3 separate regions of the Mus musculus genome follow, and regions 1 and 2 are each linked to region 3. The links are chromatin contacts, called in public HiChIP or PLAC-seq and promoter capture Hi-C maps. All regions are on one chromosome and are shown on one strand. The core of a region is the stretch at or near the end of the contact, and the rest is flanking DNA. Distances in the headings are between cores, read along the strand shown. Region 1 overlaps Ccdc3 (coiled-coil domain containing 3). Region 2 holds the start of Sephs1 (selenophosphate synthetase 1). Region 3 holds the start of Mcm10 (minichromosome maintenance 10 replication initiation factor).

The links. HiChIP or PLAC-seq counts read pairs in DNA pulled down with a chosen protein or histone mark. Capture Hi-C pulls out chosen DNA fragments and counts their contacts.
Region 1: an H3K27ac HiChIP or PLAC-seq map of embryonic stem cells shows a contact between it and region 3, with 5 read pairs. The contact joins the enhancer-like site here to the promoter of Mcm10 in region 3. A contact is called at or near these places in 1 of 15 datasets of contacts at CTCF or cohesin (pro-B cells), 5 of 484 Hi-C or Micro-C datasets (embryonic stem cells and myeloid progenitors), 1 of 115 datasets of contacts at active chromatin or transcription factors (embryonic stem cells) and 1 of 9 other capture datasets (adipose tissue).
Region 2: a contact with region 3 is called in a promoter capture Hi-C map of liver. The contact joins the promoter of Sephs1 here to the promoter of Mcm10 in region 3. A contact is called at or near these places in 2 of 39 promoter capture datasets (the HPC-7 cell line and liver), 4 of 484 Hi-C or Micro-C datasets (CD4 T cells, Th1 cells, double positive thymocytes and 1 more), 11 of 115 datasets of contacts at active chromatin or transcription factors (the SCID.adh cell line, bone marrow-derived macrophages, effector CD8 T cells and 4 more) and 4 of 9 other capture datasets (adipose tissue, liver, macrophages and 1 more).

The regions. Positions count from the first base shown.
Region 1 is chr2:5,161,581-5,164,376 of GRCm38.p6, reverse strand. The region is part of intron 2 of Ccdc3 (coiled-coil domain containing 3); the gene reads right to left. Among named protein-coding and RNA genes, the nearest start is that of Ccdc3, 25 kb to the right of the region's middle. Within about 2 kb of position 1,461, at least 16 of the 459 cell types and tissues checked have an H3K27ac peak or open chromatin away from gene starts, as enhancers often do. A contact at or near this core is called in embryonic stem cells, where this site is marked.
Region 2 is chr2:4,880,101-4,882,860 of GRCm38.p6, reverse strand. Sephs1 (selenophosphate synthetase 1) reads right to left here and starts at 1,297. Exons shown (of 9, transcript NM_175400.6): 1 at 1,001-1,297.
Region 3 is chr2:5,011,487-5,014,302 of GRCm38.p6, reverse strand. Mcm10 (minichromosome maintenance 10 replication initiation factor) reads left to right here and starts at 1,512. Exons shown (of 20, transcript NM_027290.3): 1 at 1,512-1,598.

The sequences.
Region 1 (2,796 bases), core at 212-2,711, 150 kb before region 3:
GTCTTAAGTGACCTCAAGGAATATTATTAACTTAGTTGCAAAGCTGGAAAAAGTTGAGGCTCTTTGGAAACTCTTACTACAGCCAAGAACTCCCTGTGGCCTCTTCTTTCGTCTGTCTCTCTCTCTCTCTCTCTCTCTCTCTCTCTCTCTCTCTCTCTCTCTCCCTCTCCCTCTCCCTCTCCCTCTCCCTCTCCCTCTCCCTCTCCCTCTCCCTCTCTCCCTCTCCCTCTCCCTCTCTCTCTCTCTCTCTCTCTCTCTCTCTCTCTCTCTCTGTGTGTGTGTGTGTGTGTGTGTGTGTGTGTGTGTGTGTGTGTCCCTCTAGGCAGTCCCTTTCCTAAGTTTAAATTAGGGTTATGGGCTTAGATCATCCCTTCTCCTCAAGCCCCTGATCCAAGCGAAGGCCAGTCTTTCCAGTAAACACCCTCCCCTCCGGGGTTTTCTCAACCTCTTTCCATCTCAGAAGAGTTAAGGAAGGTGCCCTTACCATGCATGGCACCCCATGCATCACCCTCCCCAAAAGAAAGGGGAGGCCCACACCCTAGTCTCCCATGAAAACAAACCCAAGTTTCATCTCCAGGTTCCCACCCCCCTGCCCTCACCAGCCCAGACTCTGCCTGGGCAGGTATATTCTGGAGTGCTAGGCAGCCCTACCTCTACCTGGCAGACATTAAATTAGCCTTATGCGATTCAGAAGTCTAGGAAAGGGGATTTTCAAAAGTGGAAAGAAATCCACCAGCCCAGTCCAGCCCGCTGATTTTCCAACTAGAGGAGAGGAAAATGGATCAACAAGAAGACAATCTTCCTACGGTCTCAGAACTTGCAAACTCCCCCTCCCACAGATGGGCAAAGCTTGCAGAACTGACTCTCACTAGCCTAGTGTCTGCTAGCCAGAAATCAAGTGGACAAAGTCCCGCCAGCCGTTTTTCTCATCTTACCAGCGCTTCTCACATATTACCACAGAAGCTTGCCACAGGAACATATACGGTATGCAGTTAACTAGTCGTTCTTACCAGAAGGGCTCAATGCATCCCGCTTTACCATCCCTCTCAGCTACGTTACCAAGAACAAGTTAGCCCACTCCCAATCTATAGGAGTGAGGTCTAGCTTCAATGGGTTGGAGCTAGCCAGGCTAAGAACCAGGTCACAGCTCAGGCCCCAAAGGTGTCTTCCACCGTGCATCACACTCTCTTCAGAACAGGAATGGCTAACCCCAGCATAGTTAGTTACATTTGTGTGTTTTGCCTCTGACTTCTGTGAGTCCTTGTATCAGAACCAGCTACATGGACAATGTCAGTTTGTCCTGCTAGCAGCTGGAGCACAGAACAACAGCCCAGATAAAGCCAGGAAGCGACCTCCGAGCCTCAGGGAATCTGGCTTCTGCAGTGCTGGCCTTGGAGCAGCCGGACAGGGAGTGGGTGGGGGTAGCAGCAGACACAGGCAAAGCCTGCCTGTGGGCAGATAACCATAAGAACAGCTCGGCAGGATTCAGTATTCACTCACACATTCACAGAGCATTTACTGAGCACATGGGAAACAAGCCACAGGGGTCAGGCCTGGCAAGATGGCTCTGCAGGTAAAGGACCTGACTTTGATTCAGAACCCACACGGTGGGAGAAAAAAACTGAGTCATACAAATTGTCCTAATTTCCAGATACATGCTGTGGCTTGCACATGTGCACATGCATGTACACACACACACACACACACACACACACACACACACACACACACTAAATATAATAAAATCTTTTACAAAGAGCACTGGAGTCAGAGGAGGGAGTGGGCTAGCAAAGGAGGTGCTGATATGGGGAATGGGATGGTCCAGAATTCTAAGACACACTCTGCCCTAAGAGGAGACTTATCAAACCAAAACTCCACAGTCACAAGGGCCAACATCTTGTGGGGTGTGCTCTCTTCATCTGGTCCCTGGGCTGCTTTCATCCATAGCATCACCACACAAACAGATAAAAACAGACACATGGGCCGTACATAGTGCTGTCTGTATACAAATAATTCAACCCTTGCTGAAAAGAAGACCAGAGAAGAGGGGATGAATCCTGAACCAGTGGAAGACAGAAGATGCTTGGAGTAGACGGACTGTTCTGAAAGACACACTAATGGCAGATACAAGCTATTCTGTATTTGCCCACACACAAATGTAACACCAAACATGGACCCTAATGAAAGCCATGGGGCCCGTGTGATAACAGTATCTATAACTGTAGGCTGACAGATCCTTAAAGCCATGTCCCACCCTGCTGGGGGTGTTGACAGTCAGGGAGGCTGCACATATGTGAAGGCAGCAGGTATGTGGGAGTTTCCTGCATCTCTATCCCACTTGCTGTGCTATAAGAAACAAAATCTATTTTTTTCTAGTTTGGTATATGTGTGTGTGTATAGGTGTGCTTACAAGTGTACACAGGTGTGTGCAGACAGTAGGGATCAATGTCTGATCTAATCCCTAGTTGTTCTTCAGTTTTGCTTTATTAGAGAGAGTCTCTCTCTCTCTCTCTCTCTCTCTCTCTCTCTCTCTCTCTCTCTCTCTCTCTCTCTCTCAACCTGAAACTCACTGGTTTGTCTAATTTGGCTGGCCAGTGAAGTTCAGGGATCCTCCTGTCTCCCCCTCCTTCCACAGTCAGTACTTTCCTAAGCTCCTGACTAAACCAACTCCCTGGTGCCAAATCTAATTTTTCCTTTTTTTTCCTTCCCCCAAGACAATGCCTCACATAGCCCAGGCTGGCCTCCAATTGCTACATAGCCTAGGATGACCTTGAACTTCTGGACCTCCCACGTGGC
Region 2 (2,760 bases), core at 48-2,547, 130 kb after region 3:
GTTAGGAAAGTTTAAAAACGCCTTACATCAAGAAAACTCAGCAGTTAAAAAACTCCCAAGTGCAAGGAGACCTAAGTCACACGGTTTGGCCTCAAAGGAAACTCCAGCTATTTGAAAAGGATGGAATTTGGGGTGTGCTTTGGGTAGAGGGAGTGCGTCCGACCTGGAAGCCACATGTTTACACCTTTAAAACAATGACATGAATATTTAAAGCCCGCGTTTAACCCCTTCGCTCCCGCGGGAGGCGGGCTCGGGCAGCGGGGTGCGGTGGGGCAGCACACCTACCTCCCCGCCAGCCCCCAGGCCCCGCGCGTGCTCACAGGCCCGGGCGCCGCGGCGTGCGCGCCGGGACCCCGCGCCCTCCATGGGGCCGGGCGCGGAGGATGCCACTCAGGGGACACCTTAAGTCTCAGGCTGCCGCCTTTAAAGGCACGGCGGGCGCGGGCCGCGTTCTTTGTACCGCGCCGCGCGGCTGCCGCGGGCAGGCCACCGGCAGGGCCATGCTGCACCGCAGGCCCCGCGTCGCCGCTGCCGCGGAGACCGTCGCCGGCGGGGACCGGAGGGACCCGAGGGCCGAGTGGGGGCGGGGAGGCCCGCGGCTCGGCGCCAGGACACTGGGCGGCTAAGGCAGAGCGCGCGCGCGCGCGGGCTCGCCGTCCGCGCCGCCACACAAAAATGTCGGCGGGCGAAAAGATTAACCCCTGCGTGGCCGCCGCCGCCCTCCCCCTCCGCTCCTCCCTCCCAACCCCGGCCCCGCGTGCCGCGGCGGCGACGGCGGAGGAGGCAGCGGCGCGGGCGGCGCTTCTTTTTTAAAGCGGCCCCACCAAAGCCTGGGCTCGGCCCCCTCTCCAGGCAGGGCGCGCGAAGGGCCCCGGTGCACGGCTCCCCGGCGGTCCCGGGCGGCCCGGAGGGGGATTTGCAACGGCCGCGCCGGGCCTGCGGCCCGCTATTCCCCTTTAAGCCTGCTGCCTCGCCCCCCCTCGCCAGGCCCGCCGCTTACCGGCTCGCTTTGCGCCCTCCGCCTCCTCCCGAAAACGGGCCGCGGCGCTCCCACAATGCACCGGGCGCGCTGGGCTCCCTTAAGCGTCGCCTGAATTTAAAAAAAAAAAAAAAAAAAATGCTGCTCCCGGTGGCGGCGGCACCGCCGGGCGCTCGGACGCCGCGTGGAGCTCGGCCTAGGCTGGGCGCGGCCCTCCGGGAACCGGGCCGCCGCGCTCCCGCCGGCCGGGCGCGTGAGGGTCCCTTTAAGAGCGGCCACCTCCCTTTAAGGCGGCGGGCCGGTGGCCGGAGCGCCTCCGGGTTGCTGGTGGCGGTGGCAGCGGCGGTGGTGGCTGCGTGCGGCCCGGGAAGGGGGCGGGGGCGCTGTGCAGAGGCCCGAGCGCGGCAATGATTGGTCTCGGGGGAGGGGGTGGGGGGTTGCAAACCCCAGGAACGGTGGCATCCGTTGCATGATGCAAAAGAAAAAAGAAAGGAAAAAAAAGGGGGGGGGGTAGATTGATTTCAAAAGTTGCGAGCAGCACTGGCAGCAACCTTGAGTGATGGGGGCCACCTACTTTCGCATCTCTGTCCCGCGAGAAGGGAACAGAGTGTTTTTGTTTTTTGCACAACCTGGCTGGGTGCGATCCCCGCATCACCCACGGGATGCAATACCTGCTCCCGAATCTCTGCTGCAGTGAGACTGTGCCCATGGGAACAATGTGCAGAGTGTAGGAGCCAAGGTCGCCCCCAGTGAGACATTTGAAAACCCAACTTAACCCCGCGCTCCATTCTCAGTGACTCCCATCTTTTCTTCATTCTATTGTTTGAGCGTAGCTCCGCATTTCTTTGGAGTCCCAGTGAAATATGCAAATGCTCTGTGAAGTTTCTTGAATCTTTGATCTGCATTTTGGGGAGGGAGAGTTTATGTTGTCCGGGTTATACCATTTGTTCTTCTCATGTCCAAGTAAACATGGCAGACTAATCCTGTGTGCTTGAATTGACATTGGTAATGCGGTTTCACTTGAAGTAACTTCAGATTTCCGACTTCGTACTGCATTGCTGGTGCAGAGCGTGTCCCTTCGAAGGACTTCTCTGGAAAGCTGAGCAGAGCAAACTTGGTTAGGAATAGGTTCGCATTTTCCCGATTATTTAGAAGCAGAACTGTTGTATCTTTTGGCTGTCTTTAGGTTCGTACACCCCGCAGATGTCCTTTTCATTCCTGAAATTGCCATTTGCCTGTTTCTTAGGAGTGGGATCTAGGGTGCAAAGTGTGGCGAGATGGACACAGGCATCTCCTGCCTTTGTGTCTTTTCTCCACAATACATTTGGGAGAATACAGTAGCACCTGGGCTCCTTAGCATCAGACTTCGGACATCGATTTATCGTTGATGAACGTGGAGTTTCTTCTGAATGGTCAGAAGACACAAACACAGCCTCACCAGATACCACACCAGGACTCCAAAGCCAGAGGGAAAGGGTTATACAGTTACATTTGTCCGGTTCTGCCTTTTAAATTTGATTTTGCATTTTAAACAATGTAACTTTTTTTTGTTCCTCACTTAGTTAAAAAAAAAAGTGATTTTTTTTTTCAAAAGATTTCACAATGAGAAAAAAAAAAAGTGGATGACACAGCAGGACCCCATGTCTAGATTTGTGTGTCCCTCCAAGGAGACTTAGCTCTTTGTTAATGTTGAAGGATGCTCTTTCTCAGTGGTGATGGAGGAATAATACCCTGGGTTAGGGGTTATTGTTTTAATGAAGCTGTACTAAGCCTGCATGTGT
Region 3 (2,816 bases), core at 263-2,762:
CAATTAGTACAAATTGCTTAGCTCTCCATATCCATCTGTGCTTGAACACTTAGATTGATACTGTTTCCTATTCCTGGAATCACATGGGAAGCAAAGGTTATCTGTAAAGTCACAGGGAAGAAAGGAACTAGAGAGGACCAACAAGAACTGGCCTATCAGCCGGGCAGTGGTGGTGCACGCCTTTAATCCCAGCACTCAGGAGGCAGAGGCAGGCGGATTTCTGAGTTCGAGGCCAACCTGGTCTATGAGTGAGTTCCAAGACAGCCAGGTCTACACGGAGAAACCCTGTCTTGAAAAAAAAAAAAAAAGAAAAAAAAAGGACTGGCCTATCTAATTATTGAAGTCTCTTTATCACTGTGAAATTTTCATACTAGAATTATTCCTAATCCTGAGCCAGGAGCACAGGCTTTGATAACGATGAGATGGAGAAGAAGAAAACTCCGTGTCCAGGCATCAAGATTCTTTGCTTTCTAGTCACACACTGGGTAAACAGAGTGGAGAGATAGAGACACCAATGCTGTCTTATCTCAAATCAACTAGTGGATGAATTCAGACTCTAAAGAGTGTCACTTGGAGGTGCGTGTGGTCACTGTAATCCCAGCACTCTTGAAGCTGAGGCAGGTTTCAAGAATCCTAGGCCAGGGGTGTGAATCCAGCTCCATGGCAGTGGCACAGGGCATGCTTAGAATCCATGAACCCCGTTATCCAATCATCAGCACAAAGGAAAAGGAAGAGGGGGAGGGAGGAGGAATCCCAGGACACTCTGGATCCTGCTACATACTGTTTTAAAGTAATCCAGGCAGGCACTCTAAACCCAGTAGGTGGGAAGCAGAGTCTTGAGTTCAAGGCTCACCTGATCTACACAGAAAGGTCAAGGCCAGAGCTTCTTGGAGAGACCCTGTCTTAAACATCAACAAAACTGTGCATGGAAGTCTTTGGAATTATGGAGGGTAAATATTCTGCATTTGGAAAATGGTTTTAGACCTATGTATAAATACTTGTAAAGAAAAGTTTGAATTTTACTGAAGAATGATCTGATAAATTATTCTCAACTCTGACATAATCTAGTTCCCTGAATCTGCACTATTCTAGGGATATTGTTTTCTGCGTCCAAAAATATCTAGCCTTTCCCTCGTTTACAGGTGTAGAAACAAAATCTGAAGAAATGGTAGTTCCTGTAGGTCAGACAGAGTGAAAAGTAGAAACTTTCATCTCTCTCTCTATTCAAATCCTAATATCTAAACTGGACATAGGAGCAGCAAAACTGGTTGGGACTTCAATAAGTTTACTTCCAGCAGGGAAACCAGTTGAGTGTTAACTTACAGAGATGGGCTGGAGCTCTGCTATGTGAATCTTAATTATGGGAATCTGCAGCCTCACCAACCGGAAGTTCTTTGCCCATAACAAAGATGGCCAATCAGGTTGCTCTACTGAGAGGCGGTGCTTCCCCCAGCCAAGGATCTGTGTGGTCCAAGAGTTCCGGTGGAGCCAATCAGAGCGTCCTCCACAAATGAACGCGTCGACGTCAGAGTTGGGCGGAGCCCAATTTAGTTTTTTGGCGGGATCCGCTGTGGACCGGGAAGAGGCCCGGGTCTTAGGTAAGCGTCACGGGGTTTGCGTGTGTCCGGAACTCTGGGCATCCACGCAGGGATTGGGGTCTGAGGGAGAGGCGCGGGCTCTGAGGGGCAAAGGCGCCGAGATCTGGATCCAGCGGAGCAGGCGACCTTTGGCCGAGGCTGGAACGGGCAAGGCGCCGGGGCTGGAAGATGGAGGGCTCGAGTGCTTAAGGAGCCCGTTTTGGGTTGTCTTCTCTTTTCTCTTCTCTTTTCTTTTCTCTTCTCTTCTCTTCTCTTCTCTTCTCTTCTCTTCTCTTCTCTTCTCTTCTCTTCTCTTTTTTCTTTCTTTTTAAATATTGGTTGATTATATGTAAGCTGTCTTTATACACACCAGAAGAGCGCGTCAGATCTCCTTACAGATGGTTGTGAGCCACCATGTGGTTGCTGGGCTTTGAACTCAGAACCTTTGGAAGAGCAGTCAATGCTCTTAACCGCTGAGCCACCTCCCCAACCCGGTTGTTTTCTTTTTTTAAGAGCGCCCTTTTATTTTTGTTTTTTAAAAGTTTATTTCTGCCGGACAGTGGTGGTGCACTCTGAAGAGGATCCTTATAACAAGCACACAGTGGTGGACAAATGTGCAGTTAACTAGGGCAGAGGGGCTCTAGAGGGAACCTTCGGGGTATGGCCGACTAGAAAGGCTCAGAAATTAGCTAGTTGGAGATGAGAAAGTACTCTAAAAGAGCTTTCTAGACAAAATGCCTAAGCTGAAAACAGTTCAAGAAGCTGAAAGCAAGCTAATCTAGCAGGAAGATGCAAACACAGGGAATTGAGGAAATAGAAACAAGGAAGAAGGTACCCACCCATTGCTTCTCAGGCGGGCATTGTGGATGTGGTTCTAAGGATAATTGAAAGCAGCAGAATGTAAATAAGTATACCGTAAGCCAGAACAGAACAAGTTAAGCACAATTGCCTGGCCTACACGGTAGGGTTTATATCTGAGGAAACACTAAAGCAAGGCAGAAGGCCATATCCAGATTCGGGGTGCACCAAAACCCAATCCTTTTACCAGAGTGGGTTCTATAGCCATGCTCCCACATACAACAGGAACAAACATGTCTTATAAATTGAATGCAAATGTTTGTTGAAGGAGGCTGGAAATCAGGTCCAAGAACCATCCAGGGAGCAAGCTATACTTGAGGTTAAAGGCCCTCTCTCTGCCTTTCCCCTCTGGGGCCTCTCTCAGAGTTCGTTCACTGTTTG